2 separate regions of the Rattus norvegicus genome follow, and region 1 is linked to region 2. Evidence: chromatin contacts called from public Hi-C data. All regions are on one chromosome and are shown on one strand. The core of a region is the stretch at or near the end of the contact, and the rest is flanking DNA. Distances in the headings are between cores, read along the strand shown.

Evidence for each region. A called contact is a pair of places that touch in the nucleus more often than the background predicts.
Region 1: a contact with region 2 is called in a Hi-C map of liver, with 5 times the contacts expected there. The contact joins two enhancer-like sites. A contact is called at or near these places in 9 of 12 Hi-C or Micro-C datasets (the A7r5 cell line, the Rat2 cell line, Schwann cells and 5 more).

The regions. Positions count from the first base shown.
Region 1 is chr13:48,105,789-48,113,659 of GRCr8, forward strand. No RefSeq gene overlaps it. Among named protein-coding and RNA genes, the nearest start is that of Btg2, 22 kb to the left of the region's middle. Within about 2 kb of position 1,998, at least 54 of the 93 cell types and tissues checked have an H3K27ac peak or open chromatin away from gene starts, as enhancers often do. A contact at or near this core is called in the A7r5 cell line, kidney and liver, where this site is marked.
Region 2 is chr13:47,970,528-47,977,627 of GRCr8, forward strand. No RefSeq gene overlaps it. Among named protein-coding and RNA genes, the nearest start is that of Prelp, 42 kb to the left of the region's middle. Within about 2 kb of position 2,259, at least 30 of the 93 cell types and tissues checked have an H3K27ac peak or open chromatin away from gene starts, as enhancers often do. A contact at or near this core is called in the A7r5 cell line, kidney and liver, where this site is marked.

The DNA of each region.
Region 1 (7,871 bases), core at 748-3,247, 140 kb after region 2:
AGAGAGGACGGCAGGCAAACTGATAAAATCAAGACCTCGGGGGCGGGAGAGGGGGCAGGTTTTGGTGTTTGCATTTGTTTATTTGTGTCTCGGGCTAGCCTAGGCTGGTCAGGAACTCACACTTAACCCAGTGGGTTTGAACCTTGCATGGTCCTCCTGCCTCCGCTTCCTGGATGCTGATTTTTGCAGGTTCGGAACACCACAAACTGTTCCCATTGTCTGCTTTCCTCCAGGCAGTCGGATCCTGTGGCCTACACTGGCCTTGAACTCCCTCAATCCTCCTGCCTCAGCTTTCAAGCACTGCCACACACCAGGTTCTAAGAACCTTTTGAGTACGAGAGAAGCACCCTTCTCACTTCAGCCCAGAGTGCCATGCTATAGAGCTGAGCTCAGAGTCAAGAATTCCTTTCTGACTGAGAGGCTGTGTACTTCCCATCCAGACTGTAAAGGGAGCCGATGCCTGAGACTGCTGTCACTTGAGGTCTAGATCCTGCTGGCCCCTTCTGAACCCTCCAGGCTCCTCCTTCCAGCCCCTGGAGAACTGCCATGCTCAGAGGCAGAACCTGGGAAGCACTGGGGCCCATTCATTTTTAATTGTCTAACTGCTATGGTCTCCCAGAAGTTCCTCTGCCCATAAGCGCGCTCAGTTGACAGGCCTGGGCCTGTCAATGTTTAATGGAAGCAAGGATCTTATCTGGAGTCCCAAGTCGTTTAGATTACTCCTGTGTAAGGACCTGTGGTGTGGGACAGCAGATGGAAGACTCCTCAGGGTGGCCCTGCTGCTCCCTGGGGGCAGGGAGGGATTCTCAGAGTAGAAACTGAGGGGGTGGCCAGAAAACATCTACAAAGGCGGCACAAAGCCCTATCTCACTTTGTCCTGGTTCTGACCACATTTTCAACAGCTCTGCCCTGGAGCCACTTGCAGGTGCCCAGTGCACACCCTGCCAAGGGCCTCCTGGGAAATTCAAGACACAAGGTAATGAGTGGATGAAGTTTGGATGGACTTAAAAATACATGTCCATTGAGCCTGTGCTGGTGTCCCCTCGGCAACCAACCTGCCTGTATTTGGGAGAAGAGACACCATCTGGCTTGCCTCTGCTATCAAAGTGTTGAATGTGGTGACTGCAAGTACACTCCATCGTACCAGGCTGTGAGCTGGGTTGCTCTGTGCTCCCAGTCCTGACTCCAGAGCAACTAGGGGAGGGACTTACCGGTGCAGCTCCCCAGGGGCCCGAGAGATGCCTTAAGCAGAGAGTCAAGTTCTATTTGGGGAATGGAACATCATGGCTCTAACACAGGCCGGATGTTATTTACAAAGCTTGTCTAATGGCCCAGCCTCCATGCTGGCAGCTCATTGGCTGCCTGCTCTGGTTTCTCTAGCTGGCTTTCTCCCCACTTTCTCCTGCCCTGTCACAGCTTCTTCCACTCGCAGATCAACATTCCAGCCAAGAGTGTCTCACTGACCACTGGCTGTCACTCACCTCTGAGACCTGTGGAGGGAGGCCAGCAGGAGCAGTTCCTACCCGGGAGACTGAGGCTTGGGAAGGGGAGGCCAGCAGGAAAGAAAGGAGTCAGATTGACTCCCTGCCCAGACATCTGCCATTCTTACCGGGGTTAAAATGAAAGAGGGCCAGGTCCTCTCCCAGTTAACCAGTACAGGTGGAGTCTAAGTGATGGGTCAGGTAATTTAAACTTTCTCCGCTCCAGTTCAGACTGGGAAGAAGTCTGGCTGAATGGATCAAAACTGGCCAGCACACCGGACAGACATTCCTAAGACCTGGCCCTTGGCTGCTAAGTCATGTTTGGGGAGGTTAAACTGGAGACTGGAAAATCCTGATAGACATTCCTAAGTCCAGGGGACGTCTGACAACTGAGGTGTCAGGGACTGTGGGCACATGTGCTTCCTGAATATCACCCGGTCTCTTGGGCCACTCTGTCCTCTTTCCTCATCTCTTCTGCTTGTTCACCCAACACCTGCTCCATAACCTTCCCTCCCACACAGCCCAGGCCTGTGGGCTGCATGTGGTATGTATAATAGTAGTCCTTGCCCCAGTGACCCATGAGTCTTAAGTGAGCTAACTCATGTGGAACGTTTGGGCCAGCACTTAGCATGGAGTAAACCCTCAATAAATATTAACTGCTACAAACGCCTGTTGCTGTATGGTTTTTCATCCTCCATCCAGGGTAAGAAGCAGAGTTCCGCTTTAAAGAGAACCCAGTCAGGTGAGCCCCTTCTAGGCCCTAGCATTTTCCAAGACCTGAATACAGAGAGCTGTGTCCCATGGATTTTTCCTAAAGGCCACAAAGACTTGTTAAGAAATGTCCAGGCTTAGGTACTGACATGGGAAACTAAGAAAAGACAAGCTTTACTCTGTCAGCAAACACACAGGCTTCCTGAGAACGCATGGTCACCCATGATGGGCTCATGAGCAACCCAGTGAGTGGCCTGGCTGGCCATCAAATACTCCCATGATGATGCTAACCATTGGGCCCTTGGAATCTAGAGCAGAGGAGGTTTGGCAGGGCAGCCTCCTGGAGAGAGAGGGCCACAGGATGGCGGCCATTTTAAAGATGGAGGTTGGGGGCTGGGTGGGAGGAAAGTCTCACTTAGGCTCCACACATTCTGCGAGTGAGTGGTTCAGCACTCGGGTCCATGACACAGGGTGTGGAGTGGTGCAAGCCTCTTATGTAGAAGGTGCTAGATAGCACCGTATAATTCAGGTAGAACTCTCAGGTCTCACCATATCCGAGGCCACTGTGAGTCCTTGTGGACTGGGGACAAGGTCACTGTGGCAGATTACCACCTTCCTCCTTCAATGGCACCTGCTCTACACACTAAAGAGCTCTCATTCAGAATGGTTTGGGGTCCATGACTTTTCTTTCTTTCTCGTCCCCCCACCCCGAGCTGAGGACGGAACCCAGGGCCTTGCGCTTTCTAGGCAAGCGCTCTCCCACTGAGCTAAATCCCCAACCCCGAGATCCATGACTTTTATCAGGCACATCCAAAGGATGAAGAAGAGAAATAGGTAGAGGCCACAGGAGAGAGTGCTAAGTGCTAATGAGGAAACCAAACAATGGGGATGAGGGAGATGTCACATTGAGCAGAAAGAACTCTGAGAGGCTCCCATTCCTGCCCCAGGCATCGCCCCACCCTCCCGCCAGCTCTCCTTAGGGTAGACCAGAGACTATCTAGACAAGGGTTGGGGAGAGTAAGGCTGGGTTGACCCCAGAGAGTGAGGATTGGGGTTCACTTAGGGGAATGTTCCTATACTTAGAACAGAATCCCAGGATGGTGACACTAACTTCCCCCTAGGAAGGCCCTATGAGAACCCCCAATAAAACCAGACAAAAAGCAACTATGGGCAGTGTTGTGGGCTCTCTCTTGGGGACTATCTCCTGCTGAAATTACAGCCTCAATCTTAAATATCTCTCAAAGGCTCTCGTAGGAAGGTTTGTTCTGTCTCTCATGGTGCTAGTCAAAGGAAGCCTATCAGAGGGTAGTGGACCTTTGAATGGTATATTTTGTCTTGTTCCTTTTCTCTCCTTTTCTTTGCTCCCTGGCCACCACGGGGATGGGCAGCCTTCTTCCCCGCTGCCTCCCATCACCAACATCTTCTGCCTCACCTCAGGATCCAAGGGATGGATCCGGGGATCCTATGCTAAAACTTCTGAAACCACGAGACCTTAAGTCGATTCTCTCAGGTATGTTTGTCACCGGGCTACAAAGGTGACTAACACCCTTCTCTCTCTTTCTCTCTCTCTCCCTGGGTGGAGGCCCAGTACCCATCCATCTCAGAGAAAAGGATGGCTTTGGAGTTCCCCGCCAAACCCTCCACTGGGGGTGGCTGGGCTGGGCTGGGCGGAAGGAGGGGAAAGTCCAGTCTGAGGCAGAACCAGGGCCCGGTGCTGCCTTCTGAGTCAGTTCTGAAGCCCGAGGCCAGAGAGAAAAGACCAGAACCAGCCCAGACTTTGTGAAACAGCTGTGCCAGGTTCGCAGCACAGTCTGGGCTGCTCTCCCGTGGTCTCAGGGTCCCCCACTCATGCTTAGAGAGTTCCCAAAATATACTCCCAGATCTGATCTCGTTCTTTAATAAGGCATTTACAAAGCTCTTATTTCTACCAGGCATTACAGGAGGCTGAGAACACCACAGAAAACAGTGTAGGAAAAATACCCACTCCTGTGCTGCTCATGTTCTACTGGGGGAGACAAGCAACAAACAAGTGGATACACAAAATAAAAATGCTTATTAACATCTGCCTTAGTAACATCTAGTTTACTTGGTTTCTACTGCTATGACGGGGAGGAAATGGTTAACTTAGTCTTAAACTTCCCAAGTCATAGTTTATCACTAAGGGCAGTCAAGGTAGGAACTAAAGCAGGAAGCCGGAAGTAGAAATGGAAGCAAAGATCATGGAGAATAGTGCTTCCTGGCTTGTTTGCCATGGGTTCCTCAGCCTTTTTTCTTGTATTGCTCTGACCATTTGCCTGGGGCTGGCACCGCCCACAGTGGGCTTGGCCTCTCACATTAATCATTAATCAAGAAAATACCCTACAAGCTTGCCTACAGACAACTTGATAGAAACATTTTCTTTTAAATACTTTTTTTTTTTTTGGTTCTTTTTTTCGGAGCTGGGGACCGAACCCAGGGCCTTGCGCTTCCTAGGTAAGCGCTCTACCACTGAGCTAAATCCCCAGCCCTAGAAACATTTTCTTAATTGAAGTTCCTCTTCCCAAATAACTTTAGTTTGTGTCAAGTTGACAACAAAACAACAACAAACCAAAAAACAAAAACCAAAACACTAGCCAACATCAAAGGTTAAGGTGGAAGAGTAAAGCAGAGAAAAGGGATAGGTGATATGGAAGGGGGTGGTGTGGTGGTGGTGGTGTTTGTCTCTTTCTAAAACACGGTCTCACTAGGTAGCTCTCGCTGAGCTGGAACTCTCACTGTGGACCAGGCTGGCCTTGAACTCACAAAGGTCTGCCTGCCTGTCTCTTTCAAGTACTGGGATTATAGGTATCTATTATAGGTCACTATGCCTGGCTCAGAGGTGAGTTTAGTCTGGGTAGGCAGAGGCGGTCTCATGGACTCAAGACTCTAAGTAAGTAGGACGGCACGAGGATCCTAACGAGAGGCATTCGGTGGAAAGACCATCAGGCCAGGACAGTGTGGCTGGAGACAGAAGAGCAAGGGAAGAGAGGGAACAGTCCCAAAGCAGGACCGTGGTGAAGGCACAGGCGCTTTCTCTCGGTTCGTGAAGGAGTTACAACACATGACATATTCTTAAGAGATCATGTCTGACAGCTGTGACAGGAACAGATGAAGTGGGACAAGGGTGACAACAGACAGAGATCAGGGAAGTAGCCCGTAAACATCGGGAGTAAGGACAGTGGCTTGGGTTGGACTGTCGTCAGGCGGGAAGCAGGAGCCCTTTGCAGTTTTGAAAGGGAACCCCCCCCCCCAGGATATGCTGTGTCTGTGTCCTATGGCAGGAGCCTCTTGACAACTTCCCCTTAATCATGTAAGGGTCACTCGGCTGTCCCACTTTGCACATGAGAAAAGTCACATTTGGAGACCTTGAGAACCTTAGAGAATCACGAAGCCAGCCAATTCTGTAACTTGAGCTGCCTTAAGCCCAGTCTGCTGAGAGCAGCCTGGAGTGCTTATCAGCTACATCAGGGAGCTCCCCACCCTGTTTCTGTGCACAACGGCTCTGTGCCCTCATTGGGCTGCACACAGGTAGGAGCGTAAAGATGAGTAAAGCCCAGTTGTCGACTCTGAAGAGCATGGTTTGGAGAAAGATCCAGGCAATGAAAAATAGTATTGAGCTAAACAGATGGGGCCTTAGACATGAAGATGAGACAGGTCGCATGCCCACAGTGGGGAAGACAGGGAAGACATTTTGAAGGGTGTGCCAAGTGGGGATGGAGTAAGGCTTTGCAGAAGACAAGATCTGGACAGACATCCCTGTATGTTGCAGCCACTAGAGAGGTGAACCCAGCATTTGGGTTGGAAGGAACATGGATAGGCCTAGAGCCAGCAGTTAGAGCACCAAGAAGCCACTATGGGTTCCAGTGGGACAATGGGGTGAAGGGTGAGAGAGTGAGAGGTGTCAGGCCTGAGTTTCCCTAAGAACTCTCCTTCCATGAAGGGCAGACACTAGGGCAGAGAGGCCCCTTTCCCTGCACAGGATACCCTCCCCAGAAGATCTTCTGTAACAGAGAGACCGAGCACATGTTTCCAGGAAATACACAGTGCTCTCTCCCTCAGCCTGTGTGCATGTGTGTGCTGCTCTATAAATACACTTCGGAGAGCTTTGGCGAGAGTCTCTGCACCCTCAGGGCATTGACTCTGGCACTGGCTCTGGCTCCTGAGTTGCCTTTGTCCCAGCAGCAACATCATTACCCAGAAGGCTGGGGGCTGGGGGGACAGGAGGGCAGGAATGTAGTTGTCATATCCTGAGCCCACTCAGGACATCCAAGCAAACATTTTGCTTTAAGAGCCTGTAAAGGACAAGCTGACTCCACAGTGGGAGGGGAGGGAAATCCCTAGCTAGGAGTTCCAGGTCCATTCTGGGTAGAGATCGAAAAGGACAGGGTGACTCTCCCCTATCTAATTCCATGAGTCTTTATCCTTTCAATCCCAGCGGTGGAAGGAGACAGACAGACAGAAACACTGAGGTGGGGTGGTGACCGGTGAGATGGTTCAGCAGGTAAAGTTGTGTGTTGCAAGCCTCATGGCTTCAGTCCCCGCTGGCTTCCACAAGTTGTTCTCTGACCTCCATAAATGCAAACACACACACACACACACACACACACACACACACACACACACACACACACACACACAGAGAGAGAGAGAGAGAGAGAGAGAGAGAGAGAGAGAGAGAGACCACCATCATCATTTAATTGCAAATATGTCTGTACATGTGCATACACGTTGGCTCAATGGATACACTGGAGTAACACTGGCTGCCTGGCTCCTGTGGGCTCTACCCTGATACCAGAGCCACACAGCACTGACCAGAAGGTGACTGCAAACCTGCCACCTGCAGATGTGACAACCACCTAGCATCTGTCAACAGTGAGGGCCATGATGATTTGGACACTGCACTCTCAGGGCTGCTCAACCCATAGGAGGTCTCTGAAGTGTTTAACGGTATCTCCATCACTCAGAAGGAGAAGGTGAGATGTGAGCAGCTGCTGCGAGCGCAGTGCTAAGGACGCAGACACAGCAGAGCTAAGGCACCTTCCCCAATCTCCCACACACATCGCACACATCTCACCTGGGTAGTGACCCTCCTGGAAGCCCTTCCCTCTGCCTTGCTGGATGGAAGAATGGATGCCCTAGTTGACAAATGCTCAGAAACCCAGGCTGTGATGTAGGACAGGGCGGAGACTCTGGGTTTCATCCCCGGCACCCAGCCTGTGTGCACACACTTATACACTCTCCCCACAACAGCCTTTTAGACACATTTGCACACTCATCACAGGGGATCACAGTAGTGGTCTGTTTGCACCCCTGCTTTCTGCATATGTGGGCTGAGAGCCAAGTGTCTAGATGTTGGCCAGGTAGTGTAATCTGAACGTAAAAACAAAACAAGCTACAGCCTTATCAAACCAAGACCTGACCTGCTGTTTCTCAGGAAGTTGGGACAGCAGCAGGAGGAGGAGGAGAGGCCACCTAAGGAACTAGTTTAGGCTCGACCTGAATATTTAAATCTATAGGTGTGGGTTGTGTGTACTGTGGTCATTTACACAAGCTTCTCTGAGCTTACCTTTCTGGTCTTCCTTGCAAAACCAGGGTATGTTCAAAATGATGGCAAACTGTAAAGCCCTGAATTATCAGAACCACCATGTGAGCCACTGGACC
Region 2 (7,100 bases), core at 1,009-3,508:
AACAGCTATCATGAGGAAGAAATCATTCCTCTGAGTGTGTCCATCTTCTCTCCTGCCTAGGTTCTCCTGTCAATGCATTTCCTTCTCGTCTCTCCAGGGAGGATTTTGCTGAGATAAACGGTAAGTGTATGGCCTCTGTGTTACAGAACAAGGAAGAAAGGGAGAGAAGAAAGGGGTGTATGGTTGGGATGGACGGGAACATGATCTGATGTGGTATATAGAGAAGTCAATGGGAAGGGAGATGCAGCCAGCCGGCCGCTCTAGGACTGGACTTGGGCACTGGCCCTCAGCCCTCAGCATTGCTTTGGTGCTGGTGCATGGAAGGAATGGGGTGTGGTGGCTCTGAGATTAGCTGGGCCAGTGGCTGTGAGAGAGAAAGGCTGGGAGCCAAAGAACAGTTCGTTTGTTCCAGGGCTGGAAGTCAGTTCAGTGTAACCTATGACCTGGAGAACTGGGGTTGCCCCAGGCCCAGCTGTGTCCAGATGTGGAGCCCACAGGCTCAGACACGTCAAGGCCTGTTTGTCCAAGACTCACTGCCTTCTCTTCTGCTGCCAGCCCCCAGGGTGGCTCTGGGAAGGGAGGATCAGGGCCTTTCTGAGCTAAGACAGCTGAGGCTTCAAGGAAAAATGGGAGCTTGCTGAGCCTGACATGGTCTGGGGTACAGAAGTAAAGCCAGGAAGGGAAAACCGTGGAGCGAGAGGGGTGTGCACAGCTGTGTCTGCTCCCTGAAACTTCTCAAGGAATCTCGAGTTCCAAGGATAGGCCACAGGCCCCTAAGTTTGTTTGTGTTTTAGACTTAGCACCATTCCACACAAGTCGTAATTGCTCCATGAATCCTGTCAGAGGGAAGGAGGGAAGAAGAGAGACAAGAGTTGGGGTGGGGGTGTTGGTGGTTCCCTAACTTCCCCTCCAAATCAGTTGGCTGCCTAATTAAGACCTGGCAGTATTCTCACTGAAATCTAATTTCTACCACAGGTTGGTAGGCTTATTTCAACCCTAAGCTTCTAGAAGTCTGGACCTCAAGTTCTATGTCTGCACTGCCTCGGCCTCTTTGCTCTTGGACGAACTGCTGATTGAGGGTTAAGGAACCATCTGGAGTCTGAGGGGGCAGACCTGAGTTCAAATCCACACACCACCACATTGCCATGGTGCTTTAACCAAGATGCCTAAACTCCTTTTCGCTGACTCGGTTTGCTATTGAACAGGGCAGGGGTAGACTGCAAAGATGGCTCAGTGGTTACAAGCACCTGCTCTCCCACAGGAGCTGGGTTTGGTTGGCAGCACCCACATCAGGCAGCTTACAACCATTTGAAATTCCAGCTCCCGGCGGGGAGGACATCCATGCTCCTCTTCTGACTTCCTTGGGCATTTACACACACACATGCACACACGCACACACGCACACAAATAATAATTAATAAATCTTAACCAAAGAAAACACAGAAGGTGAGGTCCCCGCTGTAATGAAGGCTTAAGAAAACAAGATGGGAAAGCCTGCACAACCCCCACCTCACAGCACCCCAGGAATGCCACTCGCCCTGGGAATGCAGCCTCGCTTGCCCAGAGTAGACAGCTCCTCATGCTGCCATCCCTCCTACTACCCGCTCCTGCATCCCAGTGTCTGTGGACCATGGCCTCTTGACCTTTTCTAGGCTCAGTTCCTGCCGCTGTGACTGCCTATGCCCCCTGCACAATTATTTCTACCTTCAGCTCAACTCTGGACAGGGGAGGTTGCAGTGGTCCCCGGGAGGCTTGCCCTTTAAGAAGGGAGGATCCAGCCAAGAGCCCAGGATCAGTCACAGGGGCAGGACTTCCTATGGGGGTTAGGGTGGGGGGACAGAGATCAGGGGCGGCGAAGAGGCCCTAACACACATCTCACCAGCCTCTGCACATTGTCTGATATTTGCTGCGAAATAAGAACAAAACCAAGTGGCTGCTCTCAAGTTCTACAGCACCCCAGGGTCCTGCCTCCTCCAACCTTCTATCTTGTCCCCATGCCACAGGCTGAAAAGGTTTGCTGCCCTCACCCTGCTCTCCTTGCCTTCCCGGGACCATCCACAGAGTCGGGAAGCTTCCGGTATGGCAGATGTCTTGGCACAGTCACTACCCGAGGGGAAGGATCATACGCACGCCCAGATCTCATCCGAGCAAAAAGGAGCTGCTTCTGCCCTCCTGCAGTGTGCAGAGTTCTTGGAGGGGAGTGACACGGGCCCGGGCTGCCCTGCCATGAGGTCAGCCTACACTGACAGTAAGTGTACTGTGTGGCCAGCCAAGAATGCAGGCCCATGGCTCCAGCCACACGTCAGACGGAGAAAGGGCTCTGGTGCAGACTTAGACTCATGCCACCGAGAGTCTGACAGGCTGTGGGGACAAAGGCTTCAGAATCTTCCTTTTCTAACGGCTCACCAGTCCTCAGAAATAGTGAGAGCAGGGCCGGCTTTTTGTCCACCAAGGGGCACCCGTGCACTGTGAGGAAGGTCCAGCAGGCACTGCCAGCATGGCTCTGTCCAGGGTGAGGAGCAAAGGTTTGGGGGAGGAGCCATTTTTTAAAAAGATTCCCTGGCAAGTGCCTCTCACATTCCGGAACACAGAGGACCATGGACCCCTGCTTGTCCAGAGGCATCTGAGCCTGGCAGCTAGCCCAGGCCCTTCCTGTCCTCTCCCTTCCAAATGTCTCTTTTCTACTTCTGCATGCCTCCTCAGTGGAGGGCTGTGCTCGGATTGGGGAAACCAGGGGAACTTCCTGCTTAGTTCAGTGCCCTTGGGAAGCCACATATATCTAAAGCCACATACATCTAAACATTCACTGAGTACTGTGGCAGCCACCCAGAAAGTGGCAATGAAGAAGCCCTGATGTCTGCCTGTGGGACCACTGGCCCACAAGGTGCACAGTTCAGAGCTTGAGTAACTGGGTACGTCAAAGGATTCAGGAGAGATACTACTGATGCACTGCACCATTGGATCCCATTGGCTGCAGGATTCGGGGCATCATCTGATAAATCACATCCAGTGTCTGACACCTCATTTGTCCTATGAGGAGGGAGGAAGGCTCAATACACATTTGCTGAATGAATTAATGAATGAAGGCTGTTCAAGCCGGCTTCTTGGAGGAAAGGTGGAAGGCTCACACGCATGCCCAGATCCCACCCAATCAAAGAAGAGCCTCTCTGTTCTTTTTTTCCTTTTTTTTTTTCCCCCCGGAGCTGGGGACCGAACCCAGGGCCTTGCGCTCTTAGGCAAGCGCTCTACCGCTGGAGCCGGTCTGTTCTTAAAGTGACCACGAGACAGAAATGACTGCTTGAGACTTCATCAACAGAGCAAAAAAGCAGCGAGAATCCGGAGGGATAAGACATCAGAACTCAGCCCTAAACTACCTCAGTCTCCACTCACACAAATTGTTCTTCCTGCTCTCTAAGAGGAAGAGGCAGGCTGAAGAGGGTGTGGCTCCCAAGTGCTTCTATCTCCCCCCACCCCCAACCCCGTAGTGTTGATGATTTCCGATTACGTTTGGAAGCGTTCCTTGTGAGTGGCAGTTTCTCATGAGCTTGTGAGCCTCTTGGATGGTGGTCAAGCCTGAGTCTCTTTGTGTAACTGCATTGCCAGTTAAACGCCATGCCTTTATTCCTCTTAGACCTGCACAAAGTTGATGGCAAGAAGCACTTCCGGTCCCTGGCCTCAGGAGTGGCTGGGCCACAGGAAGAGGTGCTCACACCTGGCGATTACTCCGGATCCATAACGCCGAGTGGGAAATGGGGCCACAAAAGCAAAGCGGAGGTAGGTTCTGACTGAAAACACCACGTTTACAGATGGAAGTGGTGTGGGGAGCACCTGGCCCAAGCCCTCACTTAAAGATGGAAAACTTAGACCAGGAAACAAAAATTATTTGTTCAAAGTCACGTGACATCGCCGGCTCGTCCAAACCTGCCGTGTTGTCTCGGTCTTTGGGACTCAGTGCTCCCTCACTACACCATGTTCTTCTTTCTTGGGTGTTACTTAGCCTTTCCCTCAGGCCTTCTGCGGGGCAGGCAGCCTCAGCTCCTGGAGCAGTCTCTGCAGCTAGAATCGGAAGAGCTGGAGAGAGACTGTAGCTGCCTCCTGCTGGCTGTCAGACCCAGCCCTGATGGAGGAGCAAGGTGAAGAAGATGATGAAGACTGGTTTCCTCCCCAGCCCCTCTCACACGTGCCCAGAAGACCCTCAGGCCTCCCAGTCTCTGTGGGCGGGATGGGTGCTTCCAGCTCTGCTTGTCCAATCCCCACCATCCCCTCCCAGAGCTTAGCTGGCTTGGACTTGAAAAATTCCAGAGCAGGCAGAGGCAGCCTGCTTGGCAGACAAAGTTGGTGAAGAGCCATCACAAGAAAGCCTCAAAGATTTCATTTTCATCCCCAAATGACTGGCTTGGAGGGGGATCTCATAAATCAGAAAGGTGCTTTGTTGTTTCCAGTGATGTGTCCTTTCTCCTGCTGGTTGGCAGCCTTCCCTCCTAGGCCCTTCCTTCTCTGCTTCCTGGAGGTGGGAGGGGACTGGAAAGTCAGGAACGGAGGGTAGGCAGGCCACAGGGAAGCACCATTGATTTACTTTAGTCTGGACCACCTATGGCTGTGCCCACCACTTTCAGACTGACTTCATTGGTATTCTATCCCTGACTAACTGGGAAATAGCAAGAAGATGTATTCAGGGAGCATGCTCAAGGGTTTTAACACCTTCCTACCTGTCTCCTCGACAGAGCTGATGTTAGAGGTAGGCCATGGAGGCCACAGAGGGTAGCTGTGTCTATCCGTGCCCAAGACCCTCCCAGCTTGCTGGCTAACCCGACCTCTAGAATCTATCCCTCCACTGTTCCAGAGAGGATTTCCAGAAGCTTCCATATACTAGTCACATCTGCACTTCAGAACATGGATTCTAGCTCACAGCCTGCTCCACACCTTACCAACTCTGGGGCCTTTAGCAAGCTGCTCAGGCTGTCTGGAAACCCAGCTTCCCTACTCTACATAGAGGAACACCATCACAGTGCCTGTCCCATAGGGCCACAGTGGTGGCCTGCTGGTTAATATGTAGCCAGTGTTCAAAGCAGGCCAGTGTTTACTTGATCAATTGGTCCCAGGGCTGAAATAGAGGAAGACACAGCTGACAGCCCATCTCTCAGCAGGCATCAAACGGCTGCTCTCCGCACTGCCACTTCCCCAAGCCCCTTCATTTCCTCAGCAAACACTTATGAGAAACATACTATGTCCCTCTGTGTTTGGTCTGAGGTTTGCTATGTGATCAAAGCAAAACAGTCCATACACTCGTGGGATTTATGGTAAATGCATAGACAGATACATGCTTGGGGAGGGTTTTGTTTTGTTTTGTTTTGTTTTGTTTTGTTGTTACAGAATCTCCTTATGCCGGCCTGAGTTTGCACTTTTGGCCAGATCGGAGCTTTGGGGGTCATAGTTCAAGTGGAGCATGAAGCATGAAGGGAATAGGGCAGGGAAGCAACAGGACCCCACTGGGTTTAGAATTCCTCTGTTTACTGGATGAAGAGTGGTTTGGTGTGGGCGAGCATCTGAAGAGAACAGTTGTGTAGAGTCTAAGGGTCCAGGGTGAGAGCTGCCGGTGTTTTGGGGTAGAGAGGCAACTGGGGGATGGATAAAGAATCAGGGTGAGCCTGTGGAAAGGGGGTCCTGTGGAAGGGAGAGCCTGTGGTTGGGGGAGCCTGTGGAAGGGCTGAGAGGCTTACATTGTGCTGTGCTGGAGAGCATTCTAGGTTTTAGGGGTGTGGAATTTGGTGTGTCATGGACGATGATGACATTTGGACATGGAAATGGATTTTGGGGTGCATGTTGGATGGCCCCCTTGCTGTGATTTGGAGGCCTGAGAAGATGGTGAGAGAGAAAGTGTGTGTGTGTGTGGGGGGGTGTACAAGCTCTTCACCATTTCTGAAGGCGTCTCTTGAATGTGTGCACTTTGCCTTTTGAAAAGTCTGTGCTGTGATCTCAGCACAGAGGCCAAGAGCTCTGAGACTGTGCTCAGGGCTCAGAAGGTGCTGACCCTGCTCACCTGTTCCCAGGACTGTGCCGTGCCTCCGAGTTCCCAGGGTCTACCTCAGCTTAACCTGGGCTCCACTACTGACTAGCCAGGACGAGGTCTCGATAAGTTCACACAGTACCTCAGTTTCCCCTCTTGCAAAATGGCAACTCTAGATGTAACTCTGTTGCTGTGAGGGAAGGGTCTCAGCACACGGTGAATATTTCCACTTGTTCAGCCGAAGGGCACCCATTTATTTCTGCCCTCACTGAGTCACACTGTCCCCTGAAAGCCCCACAATTACCCGTGCCTGCCGGCCCCACCTCCATCATTCCGAGTCGCACGGCTGCATTTTAAATGCAAGCCCAGGCCTTGACAATGATTTCTGGTCACTCTTATTTTGTGAGATGCAGCCCGTGGCGGCGCCAGCCTGCCAGTCTCCTGTCTGTTTTGATAAGGGAGGTTGTGTGGTGCATGGGAAGTTCAATTTTGTGGTCACAGAAAGGGCCACGGACTGTATGTTTACCGACCTTCTAGCATATGATGCATGGCCCCAATCTGGAGAGCTGAGAGAGGTCATACTGAAACTGAGATGGGGCTGCTGGCTGACTCGGCACGAGCAGCCTCCTCCTATTCTCCCAGGTCAAAGGCTGCCTTTCCTGTGAGTTTGAGATATAGGACTAGAGAGACTGACTGTAAACCACTTTTGTCCAGTGACAGGCCCAGGGCATGAGCTGTGGTCCAGCTCTCTGCCCACAAGGCCCCTTCACTTCATGATCTTATCTCCTTCCAAACTCCACTGTTGCGTTCCCTTCGTCAGAGAAGAGCATGGACCAGGCACTGCACTGTGCCACATGCTGGGTTCAGCTTCCACCCCTGGTGTGCCCTGCATGAACACCCCTAAACATTTCTGTGCAGTGAAGACAGCACAACCCCTTCCATACTGGCTGTGAGGATGTGCTCTGCCTTGATCTCTCACCTCTATGACCTTTCTAAGGTCCCCATTTCTACCTCAAAATTGATCTCCTCATGGCCATGGCTTTGGCGTTTGAACTTAACACCCTGTGACATTCCCACATGGTCTCTCTTCCAC